3 separate regions of the Mus musculus genome follow, and regions 2 and 3 are each linked to region 1. Evidence: chromatin contacts called from public HiChIP or PLAC-seq data. All regions are on one chromosome and are shown on one strand. Each heading gives the region's core, a stretch centred on a gene start, on an enhancer-like site or on the middle of the called end of the contact. The rest is flanking DNA. Distances are from core to core; before and after follow the strand shown.

Region 1 (3,495 bases), core at 591-3,090:
AGATCTCTTTGAGTTCTAAACCAGTCTGGTCTGTATGCTGAATTCCAGGCCAGCCAAAACTGAAACCCTGTCTAAAAATAAAGAAATATTTTAATGGCATATTAATCTGAAGTTATTAATTCTATCAATAATGATTGCAGGGAATATGGTCCTTAAGGGATCACATGGGTGGCTTTAATGCTCTGTTCCATCCCAGTATCATAGTTAATAATGGTGTCCTTTGGGGCACATAGAATTTGAAACACACTGGCAACATTTGATGACGTCCACACTGCTGGCGCTGCATCATCACATGCCTTCCAATTCCCCACTTGCTGGCACTTCAAAACTGCCTTCATGTGTTCTTCTGCTGGGACTATAGCAGAGACCTCCACACTGGCAGTGACGTCCGCTATGGAGATTTTGGTTTCAGAACGAATCCATCCCTAACCTGTGTGACCATCCCTTATTCCCAGGAAGTGGCTTTGTGCTCTTGTTTCAGGGGAGGCCTGGCTGAAGCCTTCACATAGCGTAAGGCAGTCTTTGTCCGTTTCTACTCACAAATTCGATGCCATCTCTATCCTAACTAAGTAAACATTTACTACACACTATGGCTGTAACCTTGGCAATGTGAGGTTCAAAAACAAAACTACCACTTATTGATGTTTCAGCAAAGTTCCCATGGAGCCCTCAAATTTGCTATGCAGCCCAGAACAGTATAGGCATGCTCTGCCCCACCCCCAGACTTAGGATGCAAGGGATAAAAACCAAGGCTTTTACACGCTGGGTAAGCCCTCTTCCAACTCAGCCATATCACCAGCTCTGATTTTTAATTTTGATTTTTTTTTTTTCGAGACAGGGTTTCTCTGTGTAGCTTTGGTTGACTTGGAACTTATTCTGTAGACCAGGCTAGCCTCCAACCCACAGAGCTCCTCCAGGATGGCCAGGGCTGCACAGAGAAACCCTGTCTTGGAAAAACAACAAAAATTTTGTTCTCACCAAATAGCTTAGCAACTTTAGCCTAAGAATCTTCCTTTAAAAAAAAAAAAAAGGCTGTTTAAAATAGCACCTTTTTCAGCAAACCCCAAAGGCTATCATTACTACTCTTGTGCTGATATGAGGGTTACACAGGCAGCTGTCCTACGTGACTAATGAGGGGGTAGCGTATACAGAGGGATACGCCAAGCAAGACGATGACCTACGTGTAAAGCAGGAAGAGGTAAAACTTCATCGTGCTACTATCTTAGGGCCGGGAAGAACAGTTCTGGGGTCTGAACATGGGACTCAAGCACGCTGGGTGAGTCTCCACTACTGAGCTACTCAAAACACACAAATTCAAAGCCATGCGCGGTTTGTTTCTGGAGTCTTCCACTTTCTATTTCCAGGTGTCAGGTCACTGGAACCGCAGACACCGGGGAGGCTATCGCATTCCCCATCCCTTTCTCTGGCAGTTTTCTCTCAAGCACACACTGCAACTAAGCACTGATACGCTCCCGGCCTTCGCATCCTCCGCACAGGCCCAAGGGAGCCTTCTGCGGGGAAGGAAAGTGACCGGGAGAGGAAGATCGAGATGCCCGAGGTAACACAGCCATCCAGGGCACACCCGACAAGCCAAGCCCCGGCTGGTCCCGGCGCAGGGCAGGCTGGGCCCTGGCCCTGCACAACCCTCGCGAGGGCCCCAGTCTCCTCGGAACGCAGACTGCCTTTACAGATAACTGCCCTCCGCAACCCCGGAAGCCGCTGTAACCCGCAACGCCGCCCCGATCCCGCCCGCCGGGAAGCCTCGGCCGGGTTATCCGAGCCTCAATACTTACCTCCCGGAACGCCGCGCCGCCGCACCGGAAGTGATCCCTCGTGACCCGGAAGCGATGTGCTGGGAGCAGCAGCAGATTCCGCTCAGCGGGTTTTACCAGGTCCACCGCTTCCTCGCCGTCTTCCTCCTGCTCTCCCCTAATTAGACACCGAAGGTTGAAGCTTTAATGAATTTTTTATTTGATTTGAGACAGGGTCTCAACAGTGTAGCTCTGACTGGCCTCGAACTGGGGGCAATTCTCCTGATTACAGCCGGTCTCCCCCCAGTTTAGAACTCAGTTCTAAGTCTGAGCCAGAAATCTACAATATAAGGGGTAGGACAAACATTACCATGCTATAATTCAGACAAAAACAAATCACCATAATAAATTAAAAAGAGACCAGTGAACATCTCTGCTTCCATGGAGTTTATAGTCAGTAAGTCACATAATAGATAGGGAATCCTTAATGCGATAAATGTTTGGAAGGCAAAAATCAGCATTGAAATAAGTGCGGCAGACCAGTTAGGAATGGAGTTTAATGGGCAGTGATGTGATTGGTGCCTGATAGTCAAGCCTTCACAGTCTCCCACGCTGACCAATGTGACCCATAGAATTTTGGGGAAATACTGAGCTTGAGTTCCGAGATTAAGACAGAAAAACATTGTGACTTCCTCTTTCCTCGCTCTTGATCATTCCTGGGAAGTCCCGCAGAGTGAGATTCACGTGGGCAGTTATCAAGCCTCCAGCCAACGAACTCAGCTTGGCAGCCAGATAAACTATCTCTAGGTCAGCTGATGTGGCCCTGACCCCTAAATCCTTTAATTATGTGTGCCACGGGTGGGTATTGGTGTGGGTACGGGTGTGGCATATGCACTCACATGCATGTACCTATGGCTGCTGAGGCCAGAGTATATCACGTGTCTTGCTCTATTATAGTCCACCTTATTCCCTTGAGATAGGGAAAGCCGCAGGGATCCCGTATCCATCCTCTCCTCTCCTCTGCCTTGGACTGGCGTTAAAGATGTATGAGTGACCATGCCTGGCTTTTTACTTTGGGTCTTTGAGACCTTCATGTTTAGTCAATAAGCACTCTCACTCACTGAGCCATGCCCAGCCTCAAAATCAATTGTGTAGATGGATTTTGGGTTGTTTGGTTTTTTGTTTTTGTTTTTTCCTTTTTCTTTTCTACTTCTGAGGCAGAATCCTCAAGCGTGCTGCTCCAAACTCCTGCTGCTGTGAGGTCCTCCCAATGGTAGACATAGACGGTCATCGACAACCCAAGCCAAAACAAACTTGCAAAGTTTCTTCTATCGGAGCCTAACAGCAACAAACGAGTAACTAGGGACTGGAGAGAGGCTCAGTGGTTAAGTGTGTCTGCTGCTCTTCCAAAAGAACCTGGGCTTGGTTCCTAGCACCCACATAATGGCACAAAATCCTTTATAACACCAATGTCAGGAAACCAGAAGCTTTCTTCTGGTCTCTGTGTACCAAGCACACATGTGATACAAATACATACATGCAGACAAAACATTATATATATTATATATGTTATGTTATATTATATATACATACACACACACACACACACACACACACACACACACACATATATATGGTCTGGAGAGAACAAATATTTAATACAGGACTTGCCCTAAAAGTGCCCAATATGTATGGATAGATAAAGACAGTCATTTTTGCTTGAGCGTTTTTTATTTTTGAGACA
Region 2 (3,495 bases), core at 309-2,808, 170 kb before region 1:
TTGCCAATTGGATGGGTGAAAAAGTTAAATCCCTTTTTAAATTTGTCTTTTCCTGTTTGCCAGTGAGCTTTTCATGTGTACACTGGGCGTCTGTATTATTCCCGCTCCGAACTGTCAATTTTTCTCGAGCTCTTCAGCTCATTGACCTGTAGAATGTCCTGATGTAATCCAGATAGTAAGCTTTTGTGCTTTTGGACAAATGTTTCTCTGAGCGTGTCTGTTGCTCTCAGCTCACTGTAGAACCTTGCCTTAGACAGAAGTTGCCAGTTTCAATCAAATGCGTCTCCTCTGTCTCCACTGTTCCTTGTTGAATATATATCATGTTTGATTGAGATAGAGCCCTTATTCTCCTCTAATGGTTTCACAGGTTTGTTCTTGGCTCTTTCTTGCATCTGGAATATATTTCTATGATAGAATTGAGACAGTGTCTAGCCTTTCTCAAAACGGACAGCCAATTATCGGAGCACAATAGAACGGGTCAGCACATTCATCCTGTCTCCGCTCTCCCTAGAGTGAAGCCGCACAGCTAGGGGACTTGGAGGCCCCTGGTTATCTGGGGTTTTGGTTTGGTTTTGTTTAGGTTTTTTTTTTTTAACTAATCTGTTTATTCCTGTCAGTAGCAGACTTTAATTTGTCATTACTCTTTACCACCTTGTGATATCTGTGAAGTAAAATGCCACATTTCACTATGCTTCCTCCCAGCTGCCTCAGCCTGCTCCTCTCTCCACACAGACTCTGAAAGCTGCTTGTCAGATACTGTGAATTCCGAGATTAATTTGGGGGAAACTGACATCAGTATAATACTGTGCCGTTCACTGCAGGGACGAGGCAGAACTCTGTTTGTCCAGCCGCTCACTACATGTCACACACACACACACACACACACACACACACACACACACACACACACACTGCTTTTTCCTCAGAAACTTGTGGCTTTCCTCCTGGGTTGATTTCTTTGGTTTCCATTATTGTCATGAATGAGTTTTCTCTACTCCCCGCCCGTTTTGTTTGGCTTTTGTTTGCTACATTTCTTTTTAATCTACTTTCTAATCGCTGCACTTCATTCACAGACACACACAAAGTAAATGTTCTCCCTCCCTGGGCACAAACTCGCAAGCACAGCCAGCACAGGGCCAGCGTAATTGGCTGAAAATGAATGGGAATTTTTTCAAATTAAAGTTTAATGACACAAGCGAAACATGAATCCATGCTCCTTTTTAAGAACCAGAACACCACTGCTGGAGCTGCTGGTCCCTTCTGGCCACCTGCTTCCATCCCGTTCCCTTCCCCGTCCCCTGTGGCAACCGCGGGGATGGGCTTGGTGTGTACTTTCCTAGACCTTTCTAAAAACTTGTAAATATGTATCCAGGCGCCCACAGGAAATACAGAATTCTGCTGTCGATAGTGTTTGCATTGAGTGAACCCCAGGGCTGTAGAAGGTCAGTGTTCCTGAGCATCCTAATGTGGCCATGGGGGAAGGGTGGGAGCAGAGAAAATGGAGCAGCTGCGGACCAACGGTGGACCGAGGAAGAAAGAGACAAATAGATTCCTTCCAAGTCAGCGGTAACCAGAATGGAACTTGAAACAGTGTGTGGGCATGGCATTCTTAGGGGGTAGCTAGCTCTCAAAGGCCCTAAAGCTTAGTCCATCACGTGGGGCGTAGTCAGTCTTACAGATAAGAAAAGGGCGTAGCCGGTACAGTTTTGAGACTTGTGAGTTCATTTCCATGTCGTGGGACTTACAAGGGTAGCTTCAGGGCCCCACTTTGCTCCCTCGAAGAGATGTGCTGGTAGCTCTCTTGGCCTCCTTTCCCTTTCTGTCTAGTGCCGCTGCTGGGTGAAAACATGAAGCTTGGAACCCTGACAGCCAGCTTGTGATCCGGAGGGGAGGAGACGGCTGACTCGGAGCCAGCGTAACTGCAATCGCTGACTTCTGGATTGTTCACACTCGAATAAATGTTCTTGCTCTTAGCTGCTCTTAGATGGGATGTTCTTTCTAAAGCACCTTTCCTAACACAGGAAGTTTTAGACCTGGGGGACAGCTTTAAGGAGTGGAGTCCCTCACGGGGTGAGAGGCTAGAGGCTTTTCCTTCCTGCCTTCCACTCCGTGTCCATGTCGGCCAGCTCTCTCCCTTAGGCCTCCTGCTTCTCCCTACATAGCACCGGTGGATTTGGAGAGTGCCAGTGTTTCACATCCCTCAAGATCATAACAAAGACACCATACTCTGGAGACTAAAGCAGGGGAAATGTGAGTTGGAGACCAAAGTGGGTTCCATAGTGAGACCTTATTTTCAAAAAAGGCATGGCTGTCAGAGCCTGTGCAGGAGGCACTCAAGGACCTCTGGTCACATCCTTCAGCAGCCTCCAGGAACCAGACAGCAGGGCCCACCTCAGCATGTTACAAGATCCAAAGAAAAAGTGCCCCCAAAAATGCTTAGCCCAGGGCCAGTACCAGAACCAGGCAGGTATATCCCCGTCAAGGTGTGAGTCCCAGAATTCTGGCCCAGTGCTCCTATGAAGCAGCTCGAACCTGGCCAGGCAGCGATGGTCAGCAAAGGCAGGTTCCATAATAGAAGGTGAATTCCAGTGAGGATGGAAAAGAGCTGGAGGCCCAGAGCCAGCTGTGCAGAGGGAGAATGTTAGGTGGAAGATAACCCAGGAGCAGCCATGGAGAGGAGCCTCCCCAGACAGCTACTGAGTTTAGGCTCACCACACATCTTCACCCCATCCTGCTCAAACAGCCAGACTTCCCCTAACTATCCTCCATCCACTTCCAGTCTCTTTCTCACCACCATGCCTGCCCTTCTCCCCACAGCTCATCTGTGGGATCGTTTGCTCTGGCCCTAGAGATGTGCACCTGGCTGGGTTATTTCCTCCAGCCACTGTTGTCCCCCTGACGGCAGGCAGCCCACAGCACTGCCCTGTGCTTTCCTTATTGCCTGCTTGCTGGGCAAACAGCAGGCCCTGACCAGTCACCTTGCAGCAGGACCCTTGGTCTTCTAGACCATGCTAGGAGCCATTGGTCATCCAGTGACCATTCTGGCCTGAGAAGATCTAGGTAAGGTCCTCCTGTCTCCATAGGGTTCCTCTCCCATTGGTCAGTCAAACATTTCCATTTGGGCAGAAAGAGGTTGTTCATGTTCATCCCTTTTAAAATTAATTTACCTTTTAGTGTGTGTTAGCACATGCACCCGAGCTAAGGGTTAACCTGAAGCAGTGTTTTTTAGAAGCCACCTACCTTGGGTATTTTCATACAGAGTCTCTCACAGCCTAGGCCGAGAGCCACCAGGATCTATCCATCTTCACCCTGCTGACGCTGGGATCACAGACCAGTACTCCCTTACCCAGCCTTGGAGGGTGCTGGAGGTCCAGCTCAGGTCCTCAAGTCTACAGTAAGCACTTTGCTGGCTGAGCAACTCTGTGCCTATCCTTGATTTCCTCCTAATACCCAGCTGTTAGCCAGATGCCTTCCCTGTTGTGGGTTTCAAAAGAC
Region 3 (3,495 bases), core at 524-3,023, 150 kb before region 1:
GCTATGGCGAAACACCGTGTAAAAAGCAACCTGGGGGGTGGGGGGGGGAGGGCTTTATTTGGTTCATGCTTTCATGTCACAGGATAGGAACTCACACAGAGCAGGAACCTGGAGGCAAGAGATGATGCTAGGGCCATGTAGCATCAACTACTTATCTGGCTTATTCAGAGAGCTTTCTAAAAAAAAAAAACTTACTTATTTATTATATGTAAGTACACTGTAGCTGACTTCAGACACCCCAGAAGAGGTCCCACTCAGAACCTCTGGAAGAGCAGTCAGTGTTCTTAACCACTGAGCCATCTCACCAGCCCTCAGCCAGCTTTCTTAAACACCCAGGATCACCTATCCAGGGGTATCCCCACCCACAGTGGACTGGTCCATGCCACATTAACCACTAACTTAAAATTGCCCCAGGCTTGTATACAGCCCAATCTTATGGAGGTATTTTCTCAGTTGAAGCTCCCTCCTCTCAGATGAATCTAGCGTCTGTTAAGTGACATAAAACTAGCCAGCAAAGGGACTTAGACCCCAGCAGACAAGCCTTGACTTTTTGGGTCTGGGAAGAGCCTGGTGCACCCTCCAGGGTTGTGACTCAAGGACACAGCAAATAACAGCATCAAAAGGGGACTCAGAGAGTGCTCACTGGAGCTGAGCAGTCACTAGGTAGTTGCCACTGACCCAGGTCAGGGCTCAGCAGCAGTCTCTGTGACAGGAATCTGAGTGCCATCGATTTCTTCAAGCCGTAAGGGTTTACAGTATGAGTAAGGACAACCCAGGGAGGGCAAAGATGGGAAGAGATAGCCAGAGACGGGTAAGAAATCAGGAAGATTTCAGAAAACTGCAGGGTCACAAAAGGCAGACACACAAGAACACTTGCTGATGGACACTTGCCAGGGAAGTTTCAAATGCCCCTGGACTTGTCAAGTGTGCAAAGCCAGGCCTTAGCCAAACCTGGGCTGGGGGTGGGGATGGGGTACTGAAGCCGGCTGGAGACCCCACACTGACAGTGGCAAGACCCAGGCTGAGTGGAGGGATTAGAGGGAAACAATACCCCAGTGTTGGGCTTTGCTGCCCCAGTGAAGTAATTATGCCTCACTGGTAACTTTATCTCTGTATCCTGAAAGAACCTTGTGGGGGGTCCCAGGAAGGCCAGCTAAATCCTGTCTGCGGTCCCCAACAGTTGTCCCTCTTCACTGTGGCCCGGTAAAAGTTCTTAAGAAGAAGGCGGTAGGAGAGAGCTGAGAGCCTGGTGGCAATTTAGGAAGTCTCTGGGACAGCAGAGTAAGGCAGGGATAGCTCACTAGAGAAGCTAGCCCAGGACAGACAGAGGCTATGGGAGGAAGCAGCTAAGTATTGCTATATGGGGGAAGGGGTAAAGAAACTGGAGAAAGGAAAAAGGGACCGGGGCATGAGGTCCAGGAGGAGATGGACAAGAGACAGCTGGCCTCGGACCCAGGAAAGTGCTGGCCCCTGGCTGCAGAGGCCTGAGAGGGAGCCCACAGAGGCTCGAGAACAGCTGTGGTGGTGGGAAGGAGCAAGCTCGGAGACCGGTGAAGGGTGATTGAATGGCACTTAAGACCCAGCTGAGGCAGGAGGAAATTAATCTGTGCTGGCGCCAATCAATCAGCCTGCCGGGTGATTGGCATCCTCCAGCCAAAACCAGATGTTCCTCTGCTTCAGCTCTGCCACCATCTTGCTTTGTCTGCCTGGCAACCCGGCTCCCCCATGATTGGCAGATTCAGAAACAGAGGCCCTGGGAGAGGAAGTCATGAGCCTGAGTTGCAACACACAAGGGGCAGTCCTGTGACCCTGGGACCTTGTGCAGTCGCACACCATGAAGCTATGATGCTCTACCCTAGATCTCCAGCCCAAACTACAGAGCCTATTGCCTGGAAGCCTAGAACTGGTTTTGATTCTAACCTGCTCCCCAAGATCTCTCAGTGAAGTATCAGGGGGAACCTGAGGTTGAGAGGTGACGTGTGAGTGAGTGATCTAGGTCACTTGGAGCCTTGAACAGCAAGTGTGGTGGCTCTAAGCTGTATCTACAGGTTCTTTGGCATTCCTCCTTCAGAAGCAGAGGCCAGAAGCCAGGACTCGGGGACTTGCTTCTAACAAGAGGACAAAACAAGATTGATGGTGTGGAATTTGGGGATCATTACTTTTGTGGGGAGGGAGCCAGCAGCAATGCCCTGGGGACACTCAGGAAACCCTGTGAAGAAAATTGCAGGGCAAGGAACAGCGGTAGATAAATGATATTTTGGTATTTGGAAGTGGACAGCTACAGTAATGAAAACCCAAAGTTTGAGCATGGCCTTGGGACCACATAGCCAAGGGACGAAAAACTGAGAAGGAAGATAAAGGACCAAGAGTCCTAAGGAAAAATGTCAAAGAGCCCTCAGCAAGGGTGTAAGAGGACACGCTCACTAGAAATGGCGAAGACAGGATCCTTGCAGCAGTAACAGAGTTTGCAACACCCACTCACAGTAACATGAACAGCCAGAAAGGCGCCTAATGAGCCGGGTGATGTAGTTACAAGGTTTCCAGGCAGAATGTTGAAGATGCCATCTGGTTTATTTCTGGTGTTTGTAGTGAAATGGGACATGAAAGAGATAAACTAACCAATAGCTGTCAAACATGGAGAAGCCAGGTCTGCATGGTCCCGAAACACTGGGTTTCTCCGGGAGACGCGCAACGCAAAGATTAAGACAGAATTTGCCTGGGAAGTAGTTCAGTGGTTGCCCAGCACCAAAAAGCTTTTAAAAGAAAAGGTGTTTGAGTGAAATGAAATTCAGAGAGGCTTTGTACATTCTGTGTAGCTGTAACAAAATCCCTGAGGCTGGGCTCTTTACTGTTATTGTTGTTGTTTGCTCTTCTGAGATAAAGTCACTATGTAGTCCTGCCTGGTCTGAAACGCAACAGATCCTTGTGCCTCTTCTTCCTCCTCCTCCTCTTCCTCTTCTTCCTCTTCCCCCTCCTCCTCTTCCTCCTCCTCCTCTTCCCCCTCCTCCTCTTCCTCCTCCTCCTCTTCCCCCTCCTCCTCTTCCTCCTCTTCCTCTTCTCCCTCCTCCTACTCCTCTCCCTCCTCCTACTCCTGACAGTTGGCAATTAAGGTAAATGCCAGGTTGCCCAGCTGTTTACTTTTTTTTTAAGGGGATTTACTGAGCTGGAAGTTCTGCAGCACTAAGAACACGGGCTGAGGCATTTTAGTCTGAACAGCTCTCAGCATTCACTTAGAGAGACTCAGGTTTAATGCCCAACAGCCTAGCTCCTAATGACTACCCAAGGCACTTATCCCTGCCCCACTGCAAGAATAAACTGACTCATGAATGAATGAAGGCTGTGGGGACCTACCCTAAAACAGTTTATTCATGAAGCTCCAAATGAGCAAAGCAATTAACAAGGAGTTTAATTTCTTGCCAGTATTTAACTAGTGGCCAGGAAACTCCAGGTGTCATCAGTGTCTTAGATCTAAAAAAAAAAAGCAAAAAGCAAAAA

Evidence for each region. HiChIP or PLAC-seq counts read pairs in DNA pulled down with a chosen protein or histone mark.
Region 2: an H3K4me3 HiChIP or PLAC-seq map of embryonic forebrain shows a contact between it and region 1, with 3 times the contacts expected there. The contact joins the enhancer-like site here to the promoter of Manbal in region 1. A contact is called at or near these places in 10 of 39 promoter capture datasets (the C10 cell line, the SN4741 cell line, cranial neural crest and 7 more), 1 of 484 Hi-C or Micro-C datasets (forebrain), 15 of 115 datasets of contacts at active chromatin or transcription factors (bone marrow-derived macrophages, craniofacial prominence, embryonic basal ganglia and 9 more) and 3 of 9 other capture datasets (adipose tissue, liver and pancreatic islet).
Region 3: an H3K4me3 HiChIP or PLAC-seq map of bone marrow-derived macrophages shows a contact between it and region 1, with 4 times the contacts expected there. The contact joins the enhancer-like site here to the promoter of Manbal in region 1. A contact is called at or near these places in 8 of 39 promoter capture datasets (the 3T3-L1 cell line, the C10 cell line, embryonic stem cells and 4 more), 1 of 484 Hi-C or Micro-C datasets (the HPC-7 cell line), 4 of 115 datasets of contacts at active chromatin or transcription factors (bone marrow-derived macrophages and embryonic stem cells) and 3 of 9 other capture datasets (adipose tissue, embryonic stem cells and pancreatic islet).

What each region holds. Positions count from the first base shown.
Region 1 is chr2:157,365,939-157,369,433 of GRCm38.p6, reverse strand. Manbal (mannosidase, beta A, lysosomal-like) reads right to left here and starts at 1,840. Exons shown (of 3, transcript NM_026968.3): 1 at 1,794-1,840.
Region 2 is chr2:157,538,639-157,542,133 of GRCm38.p6, reverse strand. No RefSeq gene overlaps it. Among named protein-coding and RNA genes, the nearest start is that of Gm14279, 17 kb to the right of the region's middle. Within about 2 kb of position 1,558, at least 46 of the 459 cell types and tissues checked have an H3K27ac peak or open chromatin away from gene starts, as enhancers often do. A contact at or near this core is called in adipose tissue, embryonic forebrain, forebrain and 1 more, where this site is marked.
Region 3 is chr2:157,512,104-157,515,598 of GRCm38.p6, reverse strand. No RefSeq gene overlaps it. Among named protein-coding and RNA genes, the nearest start is that of Gm14279, 9.3 kb to the left of the region's middle. Within about 2 kb of position 1,773, at least 36 of the 459 cell types and tissues checked have an H3K27ac peak or open chromatin away from gene starts, as enhancers often do. A contact at or near this core is called in adipose tissue, bone marrow-derived macrophages and pancreatic islet, where this site is marked.